Linked DNA regions of Mus musculus: regions 2, 3, 4, 5, 6 and 7 are each linked to region 1. Evidence: chromatin contacts called from public HiCAR-type, HiChIP or PLAC-seq, Micro-C and promoter capture Hi-C data. All regions are on one chromosome and are shown on one strand. The core of a region is the stretch at or near the end of the contact, and the rest is flanking DNA. Distances in the headings are between cores, read along the strand shown. Region 1 holds the start of Ncam1 (neural cell adhesion molecule 1). Region 2 holds the start of Usp28 (ubiquitin specific peptidase 28). Region 3 holds the start of Timm8b (translocase of inner mitochondrial membrane 8B). Region 4 holds the start of Il18 (interleukin 18). Region 5 holds the start of Zw10 (zw10 kinetochore protein). Region 6 holds the start of Tmprss5 (transmembrane protease, serine 5 (spinesin)). Region 7 holds the start of Plet1 (placenta expressed transcript 1).

Evidence for each region. Promoter capture Hi-C pulls out the DNA fragments that hold promoters and counts their contacts. Hi-C and Micro-C count contacts between places; a contact is called where the count stands out from the background. HiCAR-type assays count read pairs that join an accessible place to other places. HiChIP or PLAC-seq counts read pairs in DNA pulled down with a chosen protein or histone mark. Capture Hi-C pulls out chosen DNA fragments and counts their contacts.
Region 2: a HiCAR-type map of astrocytes shows a contact between it and region 1, with 2.4 times the contacts expected there. The contact joins the promoter of Usp28 here to the promoter of Ncam1 in region 1.
Region 3: a promoter capture Hi-C map of pancreatic islet shows a contact between it and region 1. The contact joins the promoter of Timm8b here to the promoter of Ncam1 in region 1. A contact is called at or near these places in 2 of 39 promoter capture datasets (embryonic stem cells and hippocampal neurons), 2 of 115 datasets of contacts at active chromatin or transcription factors (astrocytes and differentiating embryonic stem cells) and 1 of 9 other capture datasets (pancreatic islet).
Region 4: a contact with region 1 is called in a promoter capture Hi-C map of hippocampal neurons, with 3 times the contacts expected there. The contact joins the promoter of Il18 here to the promoter of Ncam1 in region 1. A contact is called at or near these places in 4 of 39 promoter capture datasets (the 3T3-L1 cell line, cranial neural crest, frontonasal cranial neural crest and 1 more) and 3 of 115 datasets of contacts at active chromatin or transcription factors (astrocytes, craniofacial prominence and embryonic forebrain).
Region 5: a Micro-C map of embryonic stem cells shows a contact between it and region 1, with 9 times the contacts expected there. The contact joins the promoter of Zw10 here to the promoter of Ncam1 in region 1. A contact is called at or near these places in 2 of 39 promoter capture datasets (hippocampal neurons and stem cell-derived epiblast-like cells), 1 of 484 Hi-C or Micro-C datasets (embryonic stem cells) and 5 of 115 datasets of contacts at active chromatin or transcription factors (astrocytes, embryonic forebrain, embryonic stem cells and 2 more).
Region 6: a contact with region 1 is called in an H3K27ac HiChIP or PLAC-seq map of embryonic stem cells, with 5 times the contacts expected there. The contact joins the promoter of Tmprss5 here to the promoter of Ncam1 in region 1. A contact is called at or near these places in 2 of 39 promoter capture datasets (embryonic stem cells and hippocampal neurons) and 1 of 115 datasets of contacts at active chromatin or transcription factors (embryonic stem cells).
Region 7: a Micro-C map of embryonic stem cells shows a contact between it and region 1, with 5 times the contacts expected there. The contact joins the promoter of Plet1 here to the promoter of Ncam1 in region 1. A contact is called at or near these places in 3 of 39 promoter capture datasets (the 3T3-L1 cell line, embryonic stem cells and hippocampal neurons), 1 of 484 Hi-C or Micro-C datasets (embryonic stem cells) and 4 of 115 datasets of contacts at active chromatin or transcription factors (astrocytes, embryonic hindbrain, embryonic midbrain and 1 more).

The regions. Positions count from the first base shown.
Region 1 is chr9:49,797,809-49,800,321 of GRCm38.p6, forward strand. Ncam1 (neural cell adhesion molecule 1) reads right to left here and starts at 1,261. Exons shown (of 19, transcript NM_001113204.1): 1 at 870-1,261. The coding sequence starts at 921.
Region 2 is chr9:48,984,131-48,986,643 of GRCm38.p6, forward strand. Usp28 (ubiquitin specific peptidase 28) reads left to right here and starts at 1,255. Exons shown (of 25, transcript NM_001359739.1): 1 at 1,255-1,407. The coding sequence starts at 1,351. Gm51673 (a long non-coding RNA gene) reads right to left here and starts at 999. Exons shown (of 3, transcript XR_003948157.1): 1 at 698-999; 2 at 286-374.
Region 3 is chr9:50,602,642-50,605,154 of GRCm38.p6, forward strand. It overlaps Timm8b (translocase of inner mitochondrial membrane 8B), which reads left to right and starts at 1,260. Exons shown (of 2, transcript NM_013897.2): 1 at 1,260-1,398; 2 at 2,292-2,513. The coding sequence starts at 1,315. The coding sequence ends at 2,459. Sdhd (succinate dehydrogenase complex, subunit D, integral membrane protein) reads right to left here and starts at 1,208. Exons shown (of 4, transcript NM_025848.3): 1 at 1,097-1,208. The coding sequence starts at 1,148.
Region 4 is chr9:50,553,447-50,555,959 of GRCm38.p6, forward strand. It overlaps Il18 (interleukin 18), which reads left to right and starts at 1,254. Exons shown (of 7, transcript NM_001357221.1): 1 at 1,254-1,531. Bco2 (beta-carotene oxygenase 2) reads right to left here and starts at 1,692. Exons shown (of 12, transcript NM_133217.3): 1 at 1,575-1,692.
Region 5 is chr9:49,054,324-49,056,836 of GRCm38.p6, forward strand. Zw10 (zw10 kinetochore protein) reads left to right here and starts at 1,258. Exons shown (of 16, transcript NM_012039.2): 1 at 1,258-1,464. The coding sequence starts at 1,360.
Region 6 is chr9:49,101,473-49,103,985 of GRCm38.p6, forward strand. Tmprss5 (transmembrane protease, serine 5 (spinesin)) reads left to right here and starts at 1,256. Exons shown (of 13, transcript NM_001359460.1): 1 at 1,256-1,351. The coding sequence starts at 1,349.
Region 7 is chr9:50,493,266-50,495,778 of GRCm38.p6, forward strand. Plet1 (placenta expressed transcript 1) reads left to right here and starts at 1,260. Exons shown (of 4, transcript NM_029639.2): 1 at 1,260-1,481. The coding sequence starts at 1,298. The region is part of intron 2 of Plet1os (placenta expressed transcript 1, opposite strand); the gene reads right to left.

The DNA of each region.
Region 1 (2,513 bases), core at 11-2,510:
GGTGTCTTGGGCAGCTGGCTACCTGCCATTCTTCGCTGGCACCGTGCAACCCTAGGCTCTCGGTGCGTGTAAAGGCACACGCGCGCACACGCGCGCGCACACACACACAACCAGGCAGCCCCGATCACGCCCTCCTCACCCTCCGCCCCTCTGCACTTCCTCCTGTCAAAACGCGGCGCTGGACCCTCCCATCCCTCCGTGCTCCCGGCCGAGGGCAGGTTTTGCAACTACCCAGCAATTTGGCAAATGAAAAACTAACGTCATTTGCACGGGGGTGCAGGAACGACCACAGGGCCCTGCGGTGCTGCCGGTGGTTGCCCCATTTTGCAAACCGTTATTCGGGGCGGGGAAGACGGGGGAGTAAGCGAAGGCTGCAAGCCTCACTTTACCCCAGCCCGGGACATAACGGTGGGGGTAAAACTGCCCCAGCCTTATTGTTCACTCTTCTCGAAGCTTGACAAACACCTCTAGGTGAAAGATGAGCCTGGGGGGCGACACCACCCGAGCCACGCATCCGCCACCCGCCTTCGGGGAAGGGGAAAGCAGCGCTGCCCATCACGGCAGCATCCCGGTCCCCATACCCCTGTCCCACCTCCGCGGGCACACAAGTGGGAAGGGCGTGCGCGGCCGCCACTGAGCGGGGAGGCAGCCGCGTCCAGCGCCGTCCCGGAGGGCACGGGTTTGGCTGGCCAAGCAAGGACGATACGATGCGCTCCCTTCTCAGCTCAGTGAAAATGCTGTCTTTGCTTTACACACAAAACCAGCCAAAAGAACCGGGCTTCTCGGGGATAGGGAGAGAAGACAGGGGCAAGCGGACAATTAACAGACCCGATGTAGATTTTTTTTAATTAAATTAAATTAAAATGTACCTGCAGTTCCCAGGAAAAACAAAGTCCAGATGAGATCCTTAGTTCGCAGCATTGTAAACTGCCGGCTGGGAGGGATGTTCTGGCCGCGGTAAATTCAGTGCCTTCCCCTTGCAAGCGACTGTGGACGGCGGCGGAGCAATGGACCGAGGAGCAGACAATTGCCAGGCTGGGTATGATTATTTTTGCAGAATTGTTTCTTGCCAGCCACTGCCGAGCTGCGTTCACGCGCTGAGCGGAGAATGAGTGACAGTCCCAGCCTCAGCACACTCGCAACTCGGAGATCCCTGCGCTGGCCCGGGTTGGCTTTGATGGAACTGGGGATGCGAGCGACGGGCGGGGGGCGGAGGTGAGAGCCTCACTGTGTCCTTCCACCACGCCGACCACAAATAGTTCCTAACATCCAGGAGGTAAGAGACAGGGGAGGCAGATGCGGCTGCCTGTAAAACGCGGCCTGGAGTTACCAAGGGAGCCGGGCTCTTTCACAGGGAACCTTCCAGGCAGAGCTGGGATTTCTTTTCACCCTTTTCCTTCATTCACGTCTTTGGAGATCATTCTGCCCTCCGGCGTTCCTTAATCAGGAATTTGAACGTTTTTAATAATTAGGGGGAAAAAGAATTTTAGATTCGGTTCGATTTTCAAAGTTGTGGACACCCCCCCCTCCAGTTTAGTTACTAAAGTCCTTGCAATAAAAAGCATATGGCTGCTTCTGCTTCTTCTTCTTCTCCTTCTTCTCCTTCTTCTCCTTCTTCTCCTTCTTCTCCTTCTTTTCCTTCTTTTCCTTCTTTTCCTTCTCCTCCTCCTCCTCCTCCTCCTCCTCCTCCTCCTCCTCCTCCTCCTTCTCCTTCTTTTCCTCTTCCTCCTAAGAGAAGGAAATTGGAAATTTGGAGAGAGCTGAGGGCTGTGGAGGTTTGTTTTGTTGTTTGTTTTCTCCTGGCTATGAAGTTCATCTTCCCACAGAGGGAGCAACTCACAGCAGCACAACTCAGATCTCAGAAGTAGGGGGTGGGGAAGCCAGTCAAAAGAAAATGCAGAGCCATTTATAAGTAATATTCAGGAATAACCAGAAACTGGTATTGGGATCCTCCCTCTCTCTCCCTCCTTTGCCCTGGCTCTTCTGTGTGTATTAAGGCACAGGAGCGACAGCAAGCATCCTCCTTCAGCGGGAGACCTCCACTCTTAAGGCTATGAAAATACAATATGACTGAGATATCAACACAAAGACTTCCATTAATCAAGCAGCCTTGTTTGTTAAAAGAGGGGATGGGAACATAGTGAAATCAACACTCTTTAGCACCTGAGTGGGGCTTGAGTTGTGCAGGAAATACAAGTGAGGGTGCTCCAGAAGTGGCTCTGCTCAGTGAAGCCCTCTGACAGACCAAAGAGCCAGTTCACACACAATCCCAAGCCCTGCAATGTTCTTTAAAGGGCAGACTCCTTGATGCTTTAGCAGTCAGAAAACCCACCTTCTGCTAGCTGACCAGTCACCATCCAGCTCTCCTTTCCTCTGTATAATGTACCCAGTCCTATCACATGCTGCGGGTTCCAAGGATCCATGAGAAGCAGTCTGTCTCCCAGGAATCTTTCATGTTCACTTTTTAAATTTTTGCCTTATGGTGATTATAAACAATTCAAAAATACAGAAAA
Region 2 (2,513 bases), core at 5-2,504, 810 kb before region 1:
CGGCACATGTGGCTTCCCACACACAGGACCTCTGGAAGAGCAGCCAGTGCTTTTTAATGCTCTTAACTACTGAGGCATCTCTCCAGGGCCCTCCCATTCTAATTTTATCAAGTCTAATGGTTCTGTCTTCAGAGAATCCTGACAAGGATGGACCTGATAGACACAGGTCCCAAATTTATTCCACATAGGAGACTAAGGCAGAAGTATAGAAAGTTCAAAGCCAGCCTGGGGAACTTAATGAGATCATCTCAAAGTGTTAAGTTTAACATGGCAGTAAAGACTTACCATCATTTGACCAGGTGGAGGCAGAGGACCAAGAATTTAAGGCCAACCACGGCTACACAGTCTGAGGCAAGTCCAATCCACGTGACATCCTGTTTCAAAAAAAACCCAAACCAATATCACCAACAATAAGAACCCTCTTCCCAAACATTAAAAGGGGTGGTAGGTGGCTTAGTGCATGAGCTAGAGTCAACACAGCTTATTACACACATGGCCTGAAAACGGGAATTTGGAACATGGGGCAACTGTTCAGGATTAAGACACGATGCTGAGCTCTGTGAAGGTCCTGGCCATTCAGTTGTCTTTATACAAACCACTCGAGTCAGTCTACGTTTCTCTTCGCGTCCCCAGATTAGGAAATGGCTAAGAGGTCTGGTGGGAAAATCTGTCAGCAGAAGGAACCCAGCAGCCTTACCAAGCTTATGGGGAGCTGGGGGCAGGCTGGACGCAGATGCAAGGCTCAGCAAGCGCGGGATGGAGTAAAAAAGGAGTCTTGGAAACCCAGAGGCCTCACCGCCCACTTCCTGGGCACCTAAGGCGGAAATAGCAACAGCTGGCGAGGCGACGCTGACCCCTTAGTTTGTGCCCGGCTGCGGTCACGTGGGCCAGAGCACGCGAAGACGCCCCGCCTCCGGCTCACGCAAACCAGGGGCGGGCGCGTGGGTGACGCCTCTGGCGCACGCTGCGGGCGTGAGCAGAGTGTATGGGCGGGGCCACCGGGGCTCTAAATTGGCGTGGGCGGAGCCTTGGGAGAGGGAACCTCGGCTGTGTGGGTGGGGCATGTAGGCGGGGTCTCCGGCGCAAGCCGCAAGATGGGTGGGAGTCGGCTGGCGGGGGTGGGGCATCCAGCGAACGCCGTGGGAGGAGCCTCTGCCGCGTGCTGTGGGTGGGGAGTGTTGGGAGCGGGCTGGCGTGGGCGGGGCTTCCATCGCGCGCCGCGGGCGGGGGCGGGACGTGTGGGCGGTGCCTCCCGGTGCTCCCGGGCTTCGGGGGCGGTGGTGGTGGCGGTGGCGACCGCGGCGAAGACGACAACGAGAGTGGGGCTACACGCGGAGGGACACCACGGCCATGACTGCGGAGCTGCAGCAGGACGACTCGGCGGGGGCGGCGGACGGCCATGGCTCGGTGAGCGGCGGGTGAGGGTAGCGGGGCCCGGGTTCCGGCTGAGAGGGGCGCGGCGGGCCAAGCGGGCGAGGGCCGACAGAGGCCGGGGCCTGCGGGCTAGGGCGAGAGCAACCCGGTCTTCCCGGGACTTTGCGAGGCTGGGTCCGCGAGCCTGTGTGAGGTTGCCTGGGTGTATAAGCCAGCTAAGGTTCCGAGCGGGATTGTGGGACCCGGTGCTAGGGACCCTAACGGGAGGGGTTGCACGTGAGATCGTAGGCAGCGAGGTCACCCCGAAGTGTGCACCGGGCCCGACCCAGCAGCTAAAAACTTCCCAAAAGCACGGCCACGGTGCCTTGTTCTGACTCTCAAATCAGTTTTATGGCAGTGGCTTCTCTGAGGCTAACGCAGACTTAAGTTATCTCACTTAAAGCCGGCGTTTATCAACAAAGTGCAAAAAAGACCCGGAGCCCCACTCCTCCCTTTTCCCGCCCCGCTTTTCATTCAGTTCTTTTTTTCCCTCGGAAACAAATCAGCTTCCCGAATTATCTCATTGATCACTGTAGGTTTTGAAGGAGGGGAGAGAAAAGCACAATGAATAGAAGGCACTTTACTATGTTCCTAGTAATATAAAAAGGTTGAAAAATATTACAAGGCTCTTAGGGCTTAGATGGTGGGCCTTTAGTAACACTGATTTGGAAAAAAAATCAAAAGGCTCATAATGTCTTTTAAAGAAACTTGGGAAGTGGGCAATTTGAGACTGTCATCCAGTTTTACTTTGGAATGTTATAACGTAACACAACATCCTCGTCCCTCAAGAACTGCACTTTTTAAATGACAAAATGGAAAACCTATACCAAGGATTCAAATACCGAGTTTGCAGTCGAGAAAATTTATAAAATATTTAGAATAAAAATTTGAGATACTGCTAAGAAAAACTCTATAATTAAATTCTATAATTAATGTCTTCTATAGTTAAATTTTAATAATTTGAGGTGCTGAGGATCAAGCCTAGGGCCTATCGCATGAGATAATCAAGCACTACACCCCCAGACTACAAGTTTAAAACATAGCAGGCTCTTTAAAATTCATGTAGAAAAAGATATCTCTAAGTCTTGGCCTGTAAAATG
Region 3 (2,513 bases), core at 10-2,509, 800 kb after region 1:
CATCCATCTACTACACTGTTACTAACCTAAGTCTAGGCTGAGGCTGAGGCTTGTATAGTCTGGCAACAGGGCACACGCTCAGCAAGCATGAGATGCTGGGCTCAAAAGGGAAAGATTGTGAGGGCAGGTGGTGCACCCCAGCTACTCTGGAGGCTGAGACAGGACAAGTTCCAGGGCAGCCTAAGCAACAACAGTAACAGCAAAAATAAACCAAGATTGTAAACCTATCAAACCTTTCGATCTTACTCCCAACCTGGGCAACAGAGAGACTGTATTTTCAAAAGAGAATAAAGTAAGTCCTGTGGCTTAGTTCCATTTTGCCTTTCTAGATTACACTTTGACTTTCACAGATATTACTGTATTTGTTCCATTTTATCGCACCCTGTGCATCTTTATAGCCCCTCACTTTGGTTTTTGCTGCTCTCGGTTACTATAGGATGTAATTCCCTGCAGAGCCAAGGCAGGTTAGTCCTTTCAAAGCAAGTACCCCAAACGTTCTCTGCACTCAATAATGTCTACATAACACAACAGGTTTTGCTTTACTTTGCCTGTAGCCCCCACACAAGAAGTTCTTCGAGGGTTGAAACTGTTTAATTCGTGTTTATATACTAGCCTCTTAGGCGCCTGGTATAGGTAAAATGCCTGGTTAAAATGATTATCGAAGCCCTGAGTGAGGGTGCACGGTTTTTATGGCAGCCCTCGGGAGCAGTCACGGGGCTCCCGGCAAGCTCTAGGTTAGTCTTGTCTACATGGCTAGATCGAGGAAGACAGCACTACACAGCAAGCCACTCAGAACAAATTATCAAACGGACTCCTTCCATCCACACTCAAATAGGAGTTTGTTTTCATATTAGCCCGGGGTCACAACCACAGTGCAGAAGCGGAAAGTACGAGCTGGGGACACCAGCCAGCACGTAAACACTTGGGCCTTTAGGCTATAGCGGTCAACGTTGCGTCCGCATAGGTGGTGCCTCGAGGGCACAAGAGCAAGTTCCCTCCTCTCAAGACGTCCCACCACCCAGCGGGCGAGCTCTAACTCCTTCCTCTCCCCTGCTTCAGCCTGCAGCAAGAACCTTTGATGGCCAAGACACCTCACCTCGAGCTCCTTGGCCACTGCAGAGAACGCCCAGCTTTAAGAGAACCGCCATGTCGCTTTCGAGGGCTCAAGGTCACTCTACAACCCGGAAACAGTTATGTAGTAAGTCCCGCCCCGCGTAAAAGAACGGTGAGGCAACCTGAAGCGTGAACCGGAAGGCAGGAGACGGTGCGCTGCCACCGCGCGTGCGCACCCCAGCGAAGCGCCTGACTCCGACAATGGCCGAGCTTGGTGAAGCGGACGAAGCGGAGTTACAACGCCTGGTGGCCGCCGAACAGCAGAAGGCGCAATTCACTGCGCAGGTACGAGGATGAGGAAGGAACAGGGGAAGGAGGGTGAGGCGCAGATCCCGGGCACTCACGGAGCTCTGGACACTGCGGCACAGCGGCCCCACTCGATCCGGGCTGCGCCTCCCGCCCCAGTGATCTACAGTGCTCAGTGCCCGGGAGGCAAGCGCTGCGTGGGAGGAAAGGGTTCGAAAACAGCGGAAAGGTTTGGGCCACAGGAGCATGCGGTTATTAGCTGGTCGCTGGTCGGGAATGGCACTCGGAATCTCTGGGTTCCGACCTTGGAGCACAGGTGCCTGGAGACAAGACACCCGTCCTCACCATGAGATCTGGGTTCGTTGTTGCCCGCTGCCTCTGCATTGGATAATGTGATGATGTATTTGTAAATGGTGATCATTATTAGAGAAAGATGAGCCCTGCAGCTATCAGTGTTGACTCATTTGGTGTGGGACAGCGTATTTCCTACTAGGGTTTTAACCGTTCAATCAAGATAACCTTGGAAGTACTGATAGCTATCAAGAACCGACAGGTTAATGTCCTGACTTCCTCTGATTTAATAGTACTGCTAGTTGCTTTGAGAATTGTGAAAGTATGAATCGTTGGTTTGAAGACAGGGTTTCTCTGTTAGCCTGGCTGTCTTGCAACTCCCTCTGTAGACCAGGCTGGCCTTAACTCTGAGATCCACCTGCCTCTGACTCCCAAGTGCTGGGATTAAAGACCTGCCCCATCATCTCTCTGCAAAAGAATGAGTTCTAATGAGAATTTACTGATCTGGGGCTGTTACTGGTGACAAAGTAAAGAAAGAGTAGTCCTGAAGTGATCCTACAATATGCTATTAAATATCACAGAATGATGAACTAAGATATCTCATACCCTAATGACTAAAAAAGGTTTTTCTCTGCCCTTAGGTGCATCACTTCATGGAACTATGTTGGGATAAGTGTGTGGAGAAGCCAGGAAGTCGGCTAGACTCCCGCACTGAAAACTGCCTCTCTAGCTGTGTGGATCGCTTCATTGACACTACTCTTGCCATCACCGGTCGGTTTGCCCAGATCGTACAGAAAGGAGGGCAGTAGGCCATACCTTAGAATGACAGAAGACCAAAAGACTTGTTACCAAGCAGATTGAAT
Region 4 (2,513 bases), core at 4-2,503, 760 kb after region 1:
ATCTTGATTCGTAAGTTCTCCAGTTATGTCTTCGACCCGACTCTCAACTCTTTATCTCCTCTTCTGAATCAGCTCTTCCACCAGCAAACATCTCGCTTCAGTCTCTCTGTGGGCACTGAATTCATTTTGCTCACTCTCCTTACAGCACAGTTCTTCTGACCCCAGTGGCACAGGCCAGTAGGGGAAATTTGAAAAAAAGATGACTCTGTGGCTTACATATAAATTCCCCAGGCTCAAAATTCTGCACGGGTAACTCTGTCTTCATCAGTCTCTCTCCTGGGACTACAGATTTTTTCCTATCCGAAGCCCATCTTCCTCAGCCCTGGTACCTCAACTTCTCCTTCCTATGTGTCACTTCCTGCTGCCTAACTCAGGCCCTTGACTCTTTCTTGGCAGCCTCTCAGTTGAAGTCTGGAAAGAGAAACTTAGTGAGATGAGTTCCTGGAGCCACTGGACCATCTTAAGGGTTAGAGACCTCAGACAATTGCCTCCAGCTCTCATCAGGTCTAGAGATTCTAATTTATCTGGATGAGCGGGGAAGATGCTTTTCCACCAGTGCAATAATGTGAATATTAAATCTCCTACATGTAAATCTGGCTGCATCATTCATTCCTCCATGTGAATTCCATCCATTCAATCACAAATCACTTGTAATTGTTGAAACTACCTGAGCAGGCGAGGCACTTAAAGACCTCGTATGGCCCTCAGCCCACCCTAGCTGTTCACTCCAGCCTAGCTGGATTGCTCCCTAGTCTCATGACCATTCTATTCTCTTCACTTAGGATATTTCTCATCTCCTTCAGATGAAACTTGCATATGCAACTCAACCTTCAAGTTCCAATTTCTGGGTCACCTGCTTCTTAAGCACCGAATTCCCATTTCCTCGCTACAACTTCGGAGAGCTTTCTGGTGGCCCTTATCTTGCTGTCCTGTGTGATAAAAGGCCAGTGCACTTTACAACCTCTCCTGGCAGTATTCTTTGAATACAAAGTCTAGCTATACCTCCCCACTCCTAGCACCTAGCATGCTGCCTTACATACAATACAGCATACTATATAAGTTACTATGGTTAAATAACTTTATAATTAACTGTGCATATTGTTGCCATTTCTGGCAGTTCTATAATTAACCAATCACTGAAAATAAATCCTTGAAGTAGTAACTATAATAGAAAGCTACAGAACAAAAACCACAGGGTTTGAGACAGTTCCCCAGAATGCAAATAGGAGAACCAAACATTTGCATCCGAATACAAAGCAGTGGTTTTCAGCTGGGAAAACTCAGGATAGAGAAAAACCCTTTGAGGCATCCAGGACAAATCAGATCTCTGGGCTGAATCCTGCCCCAGTGCGTCACATTAGCTGACTGAACACTGGCTGTTCCCACAACGATGAGTACACCAATCCTGTGGTTGGTAAAACAAGCTTGCTTTCACTTCTCCCCTGTGGTGTGCTGCCTGCATCACACAAAGAGGCTTTGGAAGCCTGCTATAATCCTCAGGCCCCGGGCGCAGCAGTCCAACTGCAGACTGGTAAGTGGCCCAGGAAAGGAACGGGTAGAGGGGAGTCCCCTACCTGGGCGATGGTACACTGCCACAGGAAGAACCCTGCGGTGTCAAGAAGGCTGCTGAGGAAACGCAGAAACAGTTGAGAAATAGTATTTAACTCAGTTCTTAACTCAGGTCTTGAGATTTCTGAATCTGCAGCCACTGGCCTGATTAAGTAAATAATGAGCCTGGGTTGTCCCTGGCTCTGAGATCAAATGGGACTGGAGGGGAGGGAAAAGGAGAGGCGGGGCTCAAAACACTAACTTAGTCTCAGTTCTATGGCAAGTGTCCTAACCAACTCTAACCTTTGACATTAAAATTGGACCAATAATAGCCTCCCTCCTTAACCATTCCTTATTGGAATTTGCCCCCACCTGCCGCTAAGTCCATGGAACCAGATTCAGGGGTTCATTGTACAACTTCTCTCCTCTGAAATGATTCAGACAGAATGAAGTTTCAATTTAGACTGGCAGGCAATAGCTCACCCTTTTCCCTTTCCTCTCATCCCTTTTCTTTTACATTCATTAGGTGTTTGGGGTGGGAGGGGCGTTGTTTTTGGTTTAGTTTGCGTTGAGCTGGGTTTTCAAGACAGGGTCTTTCTGTATAGTCCTGGCTGTCTAGGAGCTCACTCTGTAGACCAGGCTGATCTCGAACTCACAGAGATCCACATGCCTCTGCCTCCTGAGTGCTGAAATTAAAGGTGATATTCATTAGTTTTATGAAAAGCATTCTCTCACAATAAAGCACAGACAGGAGACCATAAATACATATCACAGTACATAATTTTATTATTTTAACAAGTATCTTTGAGAACCTAAATAACAAACACTGCTTGGAAGCAAAAATAACAAAAAATGAGATTCAGCACCCCATTATTTTGTTATTGTTTTTTCTTTTCTTTTAATTCTAGCAATCTATGCAGAGCAGCTGGAATTCTCTGAGAGCTTAAGGACAGCCTGGCCTACAG
Region 5 (2,513 bases), core at 8-2,507, 740 kb before region 1:
CCTACTGATTGAATTACCTGTATCTGCACCCTTGTCTCTGTTAATTTTATACTTTATGGTATTGCTGCACTAATGGCATTCCATTTGGCTATGTAAAACACTTGCTTGCTCTGCTGGTCAAGTAACAAAAAGTGTATAAAGGGGACAAGGATGCTCTTACAGCACGCATCCCTCTCCTACAAAGAGTGTCACGTTGGTAATAATGCCCAGTGGCTGTCTTTCAGGTCAGCCTGTTTTGCAAAGTGAACGAGTGATCTCATCTTCGCGGAACACTCTTTTGACCTTCAACAATGAAATAGTTCTAAAAAGCTATGGCTAGCTGGACATAGTGGAATAAGTGTATAATTCCTGTATACAGGAGGCTGAGGCAGGAAGATAGCTATGAATTTGATGCCTTCCAGGGCTACAGAAACCACGTCTCAAAACAGAGCCAAAAAAATCACTGAAAACTTTAAAATTAAACAACGATAAAAAGCCTTTGGTGAAATTTATTTGTAATCTCTGATAGGAAGTGATAAGAATCTTGTTCTAGGGGATTGCCCGGTGGCTAGAAGCACTCGTTGCCCTTACTCAGGACCAGGACTCAATTCCCAGCATCCACATGGTGGCTCATGTCATCTGTAAGTCCAGTTTCAGGGACTGGACTTACTTGCCTGCTTCTGACTTCCATGGACACAGCCAAAACATTCATACGTATCTTAGAAAGAAGGTTTTATAAAAGAATGTCTGTAGCACTTACAGGACCGTTACACTAAGTATAAATTTGTACCATATCCATGTATCAATATACTTAATATGAGGCACTATTAACAAACACTATTAGAAAGGTGCAATTGTGGGGATCCTTTCACTTATGTCACTCTCTCGCACAATTCCAGAGGGCAAAATTCGGGTAGACTTAGCTGCTGAGCCCAATGAATGAATAACAAAAAAGATCGAGATGATTCTGTAAGTATCGAGCTAGATAATCTCACAGGAAAACCTGAGATTACTGAGTATAGGGAGGGCCATAAAGGATTATTACCTGAAACATTCCGCAGTTTCTAGCGAAACCAACCCAACCCTACCCAAAATACAAGAAGAAAAAAACCGGCGGGAACAGACTGGCGTTTGAAAACCTGTAGGGAGCAGATGACGCCTGCGCACTTTGGTGCCTTCTAGACGCCACTGAAACAGCGGACGCCTGACGGCGCGAGGCCTCCTGGGAACTGTAGTGTGACCCTCTCCTGTGCGCGAGCGCCGGACCCCGTAGAACTCAGTTTCCCGGCAGGCCCTGCGGTGAGGCCGCTGGCGGGACCGGAGCTGCGGCGCTGGCAGCGGGGTTGACCTATCCTGTTTGTGTGGGTACGCTTCGTGGCGATGGCCTCTTTCGTGACAGAAGTCTTGGCCCACTCGGGGAGCCTGGAGAAGGAGGATCTGGGCACCAGGATCAGCCGCCTGACCCGGCGGGTGGAGGAGATCAAGGTGAGGGCGGGCCACAGGCTGCTGCCGCTGGGGAGAGCCGGGTGCGGAGCCTCCTGAGTTGGAGGCTCAGAAGTGTTGGGGGGCTGTTTGGAGCACGGCCGCAGAGCGGTTGGAGACCAGGGCCTGGGATTGTGAGGAGGAAAGGCCGTGGCTGTTTAGTGGTGGGGAGTGGGGCCAAGTTGGGCAAAAGTGAGCCGCTGATGGAGAAGACTGAAGAAACCTGCGGAGCCGGAGGTGGGACTGGAAGCCCGGATGTCCACTTAGGACAGGACAGCCGCCCTATCTGTCATCTCTACCCACTCCTTCATTTATGGATGGATGTAATAATTCTAGGAAAGTCGCGTCGTTCTCCTCGGATTTTCTTTTAACTGGTTGAATATGTTTATAAAAGTATTACTTCACGCACGGAACTTGAGGCATGCTGAGGGCTGATGAGCTGGTACCGGCATGAATATGCAACTCACAGCCATAGTTTTACTTCGTATTAGTGCTACCTGGCAAGCCAGGTCTTCAGTGGCTTTCTTTGAAAATGACGTGTACCTCACTAAGTCTGGACTTGGTAGGCGCTACCTAACAACTTTCTTCTTCTTCTTTTTTTCTTTCTTTCTTTTCTTTTCTTTTTTTTTTCCTAGACAGGGTTTCTCCGTGTAATAGCCCTCGTTGTCCTGGATTCAAGCTTTGTAGAACTGGCTGGTGTCGAACTCACAGAAATTCGCCTGCCTCTGCCTCCCGAGTGCTGAAATGGAAGGTCTCCACCATCCCACCCGCTCCTAACAATTTTTGATGTTAGAGTTCTTAATTTTATGTATTCATGCCACTGGCATTTCTGTAGTGTGGCTTACGGTTTTTTGTTTTTTAATGATCTAGGATGAGGACATTGCACTAGTATTTGTTTCATACATAAGTTTGAATCTTCAGTCAACTGAGAACTACTTTCTGTGCCTCAAGCAGGCATAGTCCTTGCACCTCCAGCTTTTTACCACTTTAAATGTATTTCTACACACACACACACACACACACATACACACACACACACCTCTTCCATCTCA
Region 6 (2,513 bases), core at 6-2,505, 700 kb before region 1:
TCTAAGTTTTGAGCCACTCAAAATAGCCTTTAGCTTGCTGTAAAGTTAAAAGCAAGAGTAATAAACACAGCTAAGTTCTACTGCCTTGGCTGGCTCAAGGAAATGGAACACAGGCTCAGATCACCCTGGGGAGAATGTTGTCTTCATGATTGCGTCAATCAATGCATCGGCAAAGGCTCAGGAATATCAGTGATTTCTTCTTTTCCCAGTCTACCAACCAGCTTCAGCAGTCCTTGTAAGATGTACTATGCTATCTTTTCTCTGAACTCCAGCTTCATTTGTTCCTTGAGCGTTCCTTTTTGGCCTTCTTTTAGTTGACTGGGGAAGGTGCTCTAGGGTAGATGTCCCTAACCTTGGGTCATCTACCATAAGAACCATCTCTTCCCTTCAGTTCTCTGGCCACCATAATATCAGTAATCTAAGCGAGTGATACTAGAGAAAGAGTTCTATATTCAGCATCTCATTTGGTTTGAACCTCAACACTGTGAGGTGAGTATTACGACTCTCCTTTCACAGGGAGGCTGAGTGGGAGAACTGTATTCTGGAGAGATTTGACTCTAAAGCCTGTGCTATCGAATTGATGCATCAGAGGGATCCATGAACGGCAGACTGGAGGAGAGCACCCCACTCTAGTGCCTGCTTCCCTGGTGCCCCTTGGCTTCTCCTTTTAAGAGACATGGCTCCAGGTGTGTCCTGATCCAGCCCGGGATCGGCTGCATTATCTTGAACACTGAAACAAGATCGCACCAATGGCTACTGGATCCCAGGGGTGAACTGGGTGAGGTGGCCTCACTTCCTAGCAATCAGGAGAAAGGTGCACCATGGATACCTCATGGTCATTGTCAGCTCTAACATGGTGACAGCCTGAGACTGCTGGGAAGCTTCCATAGAACTCAGAGACATTTCCACACATGCTAATATCTATCACTCTTTAATGCAGCCCTGTCAGCAAGAAGGGGAACTGTGCTAGTATATACAGGAGACACATTTTTTGGCACAAGAGACCTGGTTGCTAAGCAACAGTAGCCTGCCCCACCTCCCTATTTTCTGTTTCCAAGCTTCCAGTTAGCAGATAGCAGGGGCTGGGGCTGCCAGGCCCAGCCCAGCCCTTGCACTGATCCTCTACAACAAGGGGGCCTATTCATGGGCCCTGAGCATAGTTCATTGTCTCTCTGGTGCGTGTCTATGTGTGTAGGGGTGGGAGACAAGGGGAGGGGCTATGTGTGAACCAGGAAGACTTCATCCTCCAACCACACTGGCTGGGCTGTTGAATCAATCCTGACATGAGGACAGGAGCCTCACCCTGCCCAGCAGAACTTACTGCCTTATATCAGTGCAGCTGACTCATATGGTAAGGTGACGCCCCTGCCATCCCTCCAGTCCTGCTCACCCTCTACCCTGTGGGATGCAAGGTTGTTAGAAGAGCCTCTTCTGGCAGCTCTGGGATAGGAATTGCATCCTAGCATGAGCTATGAAGCTATGAAGTTTTCTCCAGAGGATGCCTTTCTCTTGCCATCGCTACTCTGGGCTGATAAAGCAGTTTACACATGGCTGTACTGAGCAAAGCATTAAAATGGACTCCTACTTAGTATAGCAAAGAGATGTCTTTCCATCGGAGGCCTGAGTTTTCAGGCTATAGCATGAGTTTGGGCAGGTTGTATTTTGAGGCGGGGCAGTGCATGAGACAAGGTGATTAGGTGAGAGGCTGGGCTTGAAGTCTAATGTCTTGGATATTAAGACAAGAGGGAAGCCTGTGTGTGTGTAGAAAGTGCTACCTATCTTGATTCTTCTCTTCCTTTCCTTCCTTGGTTCTTTGGTTCCTTGGTTCCTTGGTTCCTTGGTTCCTTGGTTCCTTGGTTCCTTGGTTCCTTCCTTCCTTCCTTCCTTCCTTCCTTCCTTCCTTCCTTCCTTCCTTCCTTCCTTTCTTTCTTTCTTTCTTTCTTTCTTTCTTTCTTTCTTTCTTTCTTTCTTTCTTTCTTTCTTTCTTTCTCTCTTTCCCTCTTTCTCTCTTTCTCTCTTTCTCTCTTTCTCTCTTTCTCTCTTTCTCTCTCTTTTTCTGGAGACAGCATCTCTTATTGGTTTCTTATTGGTTTGGCTAGGCTAGCTGGCCATCAAGCCCCAGAGATCTAGAATTAATATCAAGTGCTACCAGGCCCTGGGTTTACATAGGTTCTACAGATAGAATTTAAGCTCTCATGATTTCATGGAAGCCCTTTACGGAACTATCTTTTTATGGAGCTGTTTTCTGGACCTTTTCCTTTCCTTTCCTTTCCTTTCCTTTCCTTTCCTTTCCTTTCCTTTCCTTTCCTTTCCTTTCCTTTCCTTTCCTTTCCTTTCCTTTCCTTTCCTTCCCTTCCCTTCCCTTCCCTTCCCTTCCCTTCCCTTCCCTTCCCTTCCCTCTCCTTTTCTTTTTCCCTCCCTCCCTTCCTTTCTTTCCTTCTTTTTTAAAGATTTATTTATTTGTGTGTATGAGTGCTCTATTTGCATGCATGCCTACATGACAAAAGAGGGCA
Region 7 (2,513 bases), core at 10-2,509, 700 kb after region 1:
TTCAGTCACCAGTGCCGGTTTCAACTGGTTGTGATGGTGCACGTTGTAATCCCAAACGTTGGGATGTTGAAGCTGGAGGAACAGAAGTTCAAGGTCACAGCTATGACTCAGTGGTTAAGAGCTAAACTGCCCTTGTAGAGGACAGGCGGACCATTCTCAGAACCATCCATAAATGCTGATAACTCCAGTTCTAGGAGATCTGGTGCCTCTGGACTTCCAGGGCAACTGCTCTCCAATGCAGATGCCACACCCACCCACACAAACGTGGAGTAAAGAAATAAAATACATCTTGAGTGTGGTTGTACACACCTTTAATCCCAGCATTCGGGAAGCAGAGCTGCATGGCAAGTTTCAGGCCAGCCAAGGCTACATAGTGAGAACCTGTCTCAAAAATTAAATTATACATATATATATATGTGCGTGTGTGCGTGTGTATGTGTGAATTCAAGGTTCTACGAATGTACAGAGAACTAACTCAAGGCAAGCATGGAGTGCATTGGACCCTCTGTCTAAAGAATAAATAAGTAAGGCACGTGTCTAGGCTGTGACTGAAGACATTTACCAATATACCTAACAGCCTGAGTTCAATCCTAAAGGCCCCATGTAATGGAAGGAAAGAAAGGACTCCTGAAAGTAGTTGTTCTCTGACCTCCTGCTGCACACACACACACACACACACACACAGTGGCCTCTGCAACCTCCTCCTATCTCCCTGACCCACACACAAAATCAACAAATGTAATTTAAAAATAGGTAAATAAATTTCCAGTCTTTCCAGCTCTAGGCTAGTCATGAGATGAGGAGGAAACTGGAGTCACATCAGAAACAGCTCTGCAATGTTCTGAGATAAAAAGGGCACCCAAGCCTGAGTTTCTGACAGAGGAAAGCACGCCTTCCAAGCAGACCACCTACGTGGTAATTACTCAACTGTGGACTTCCACTTATTTAGGACTTCCACTTATTTAGGGCGTGTTTAGCACTCCTCACCAGCCTTTCCCACTTCTTCAGATAGCAGGTGCTGAGACGGGGGTCCGTGTCAAATAATTTGGCCAGAACTCTTCTTGAGCAAAACTGGAATTGGTAGAGGATCGTTGGTCACAAAAGTGGAGGCTGGGTGATTCATCCAGGTAATGTCTTGAGCCAAATTCCAGAAGGCAATGTTTTCAGGAGGGAGGGAGGGAGGGTGATTTGCATGCATGACCTCACCCAGAAGCTCCAGCCCCAGAGCATATAAACAGGAGCCTGTCACACCTAGTCTTACTACTGCCAGGCCCTGCAACCCAAACAGCCCGGGACCATGCTGTCGCTCCGCTCCTTGCTTCCACACCTGGGACTGTTCCTGTGCCTGGCTCTGCACTTATCCCCCTCCCTCTCTGCCAGTGATAATGGGTCCTGCGTGGTCCTTGATAACATCTACACCTCCGACATCTTGGAAATCAGCACTATGGCTAACGTCTCTGGTGGGGATGTAACCTATACAGGTATGTCAAAGGCGCTCATTCTGTTGCCCCTTTGTTCTCGGTGGAGCTTGAATCAGACTTTCCTACGGTCCGTATGTGTGTGTGGACAGGATGGAAAGTGGGGAGTGGTGACTGATAGGTGGCAGCGTGGACCCGGAGGACTTTTTCTCTAGTTTCCTGTCCGTAACTGAATCGCAGGTGGGGTAAACTGAGCCCCAGGCAGATCACACCCTGGCAACATAAGGCTGTGTTAAGCGGACATTGTTTATTTTTGAGGGAATTCTTGCAGTCTACTGTCCTTTTACAGCCACTTGACAGAATGACTGTACCCTGCGGGACGCCAGGAAGGATAACTTGAGCTTAGTGTATGGGAAAAGCCAAGTTAAACTAGAGGAAGATATCAGTAGCCCGCCTTGTATGTGAGGGGCCTGAAAGGCAGAGGTGTTGCCTGACTTGATGGAGACCCCTTGCCAGCAAGGAGTAGAAGATCTTTGAGTCCTGGTTGTTCAATCTTAATCTAATGGTTTTTTTCTTAGAAGTATCTGGAAAGTATTTCATAACTTTCCCTTATGGGATTCAACAAACCTACAAGTTAAAAACACGCTTTCTAATTAGTCAAACCTGTTAGTCAAGAAATATGCTTTCCTACCAAGCTTCATATATCTATTTGGTTTTTTTTTAAAGCAACTTCAGTTGATTTTTAAATTTTTTTTATTATTATAAGTGTGTACACCCTTATGGTGTGTGCATGTGTGTGCACACAGTCATGCGCATGACCCCTCACTCTTGCGCAGGCCGGAAGGAGTTGTGGAGTTGCTGCTCTCCTTCCACGAGCATGTGGGTCTGAGACTCACCAGGTTTCCATAGCAAGTGCCTTTACTCTCTCACCTGCCCACCCCACCTCCCCCACAGCCACCTGCTTGCTCCAGATAGAGTGCTGTGGGAACAGAGGCACTCTATGTACATCTGCATTATAATGCTAACATGACTTACATCTAAGGGGGAAATGCCATTATTAACCTCCATTATCCAGGGGAGAAAGAAGGCATACAG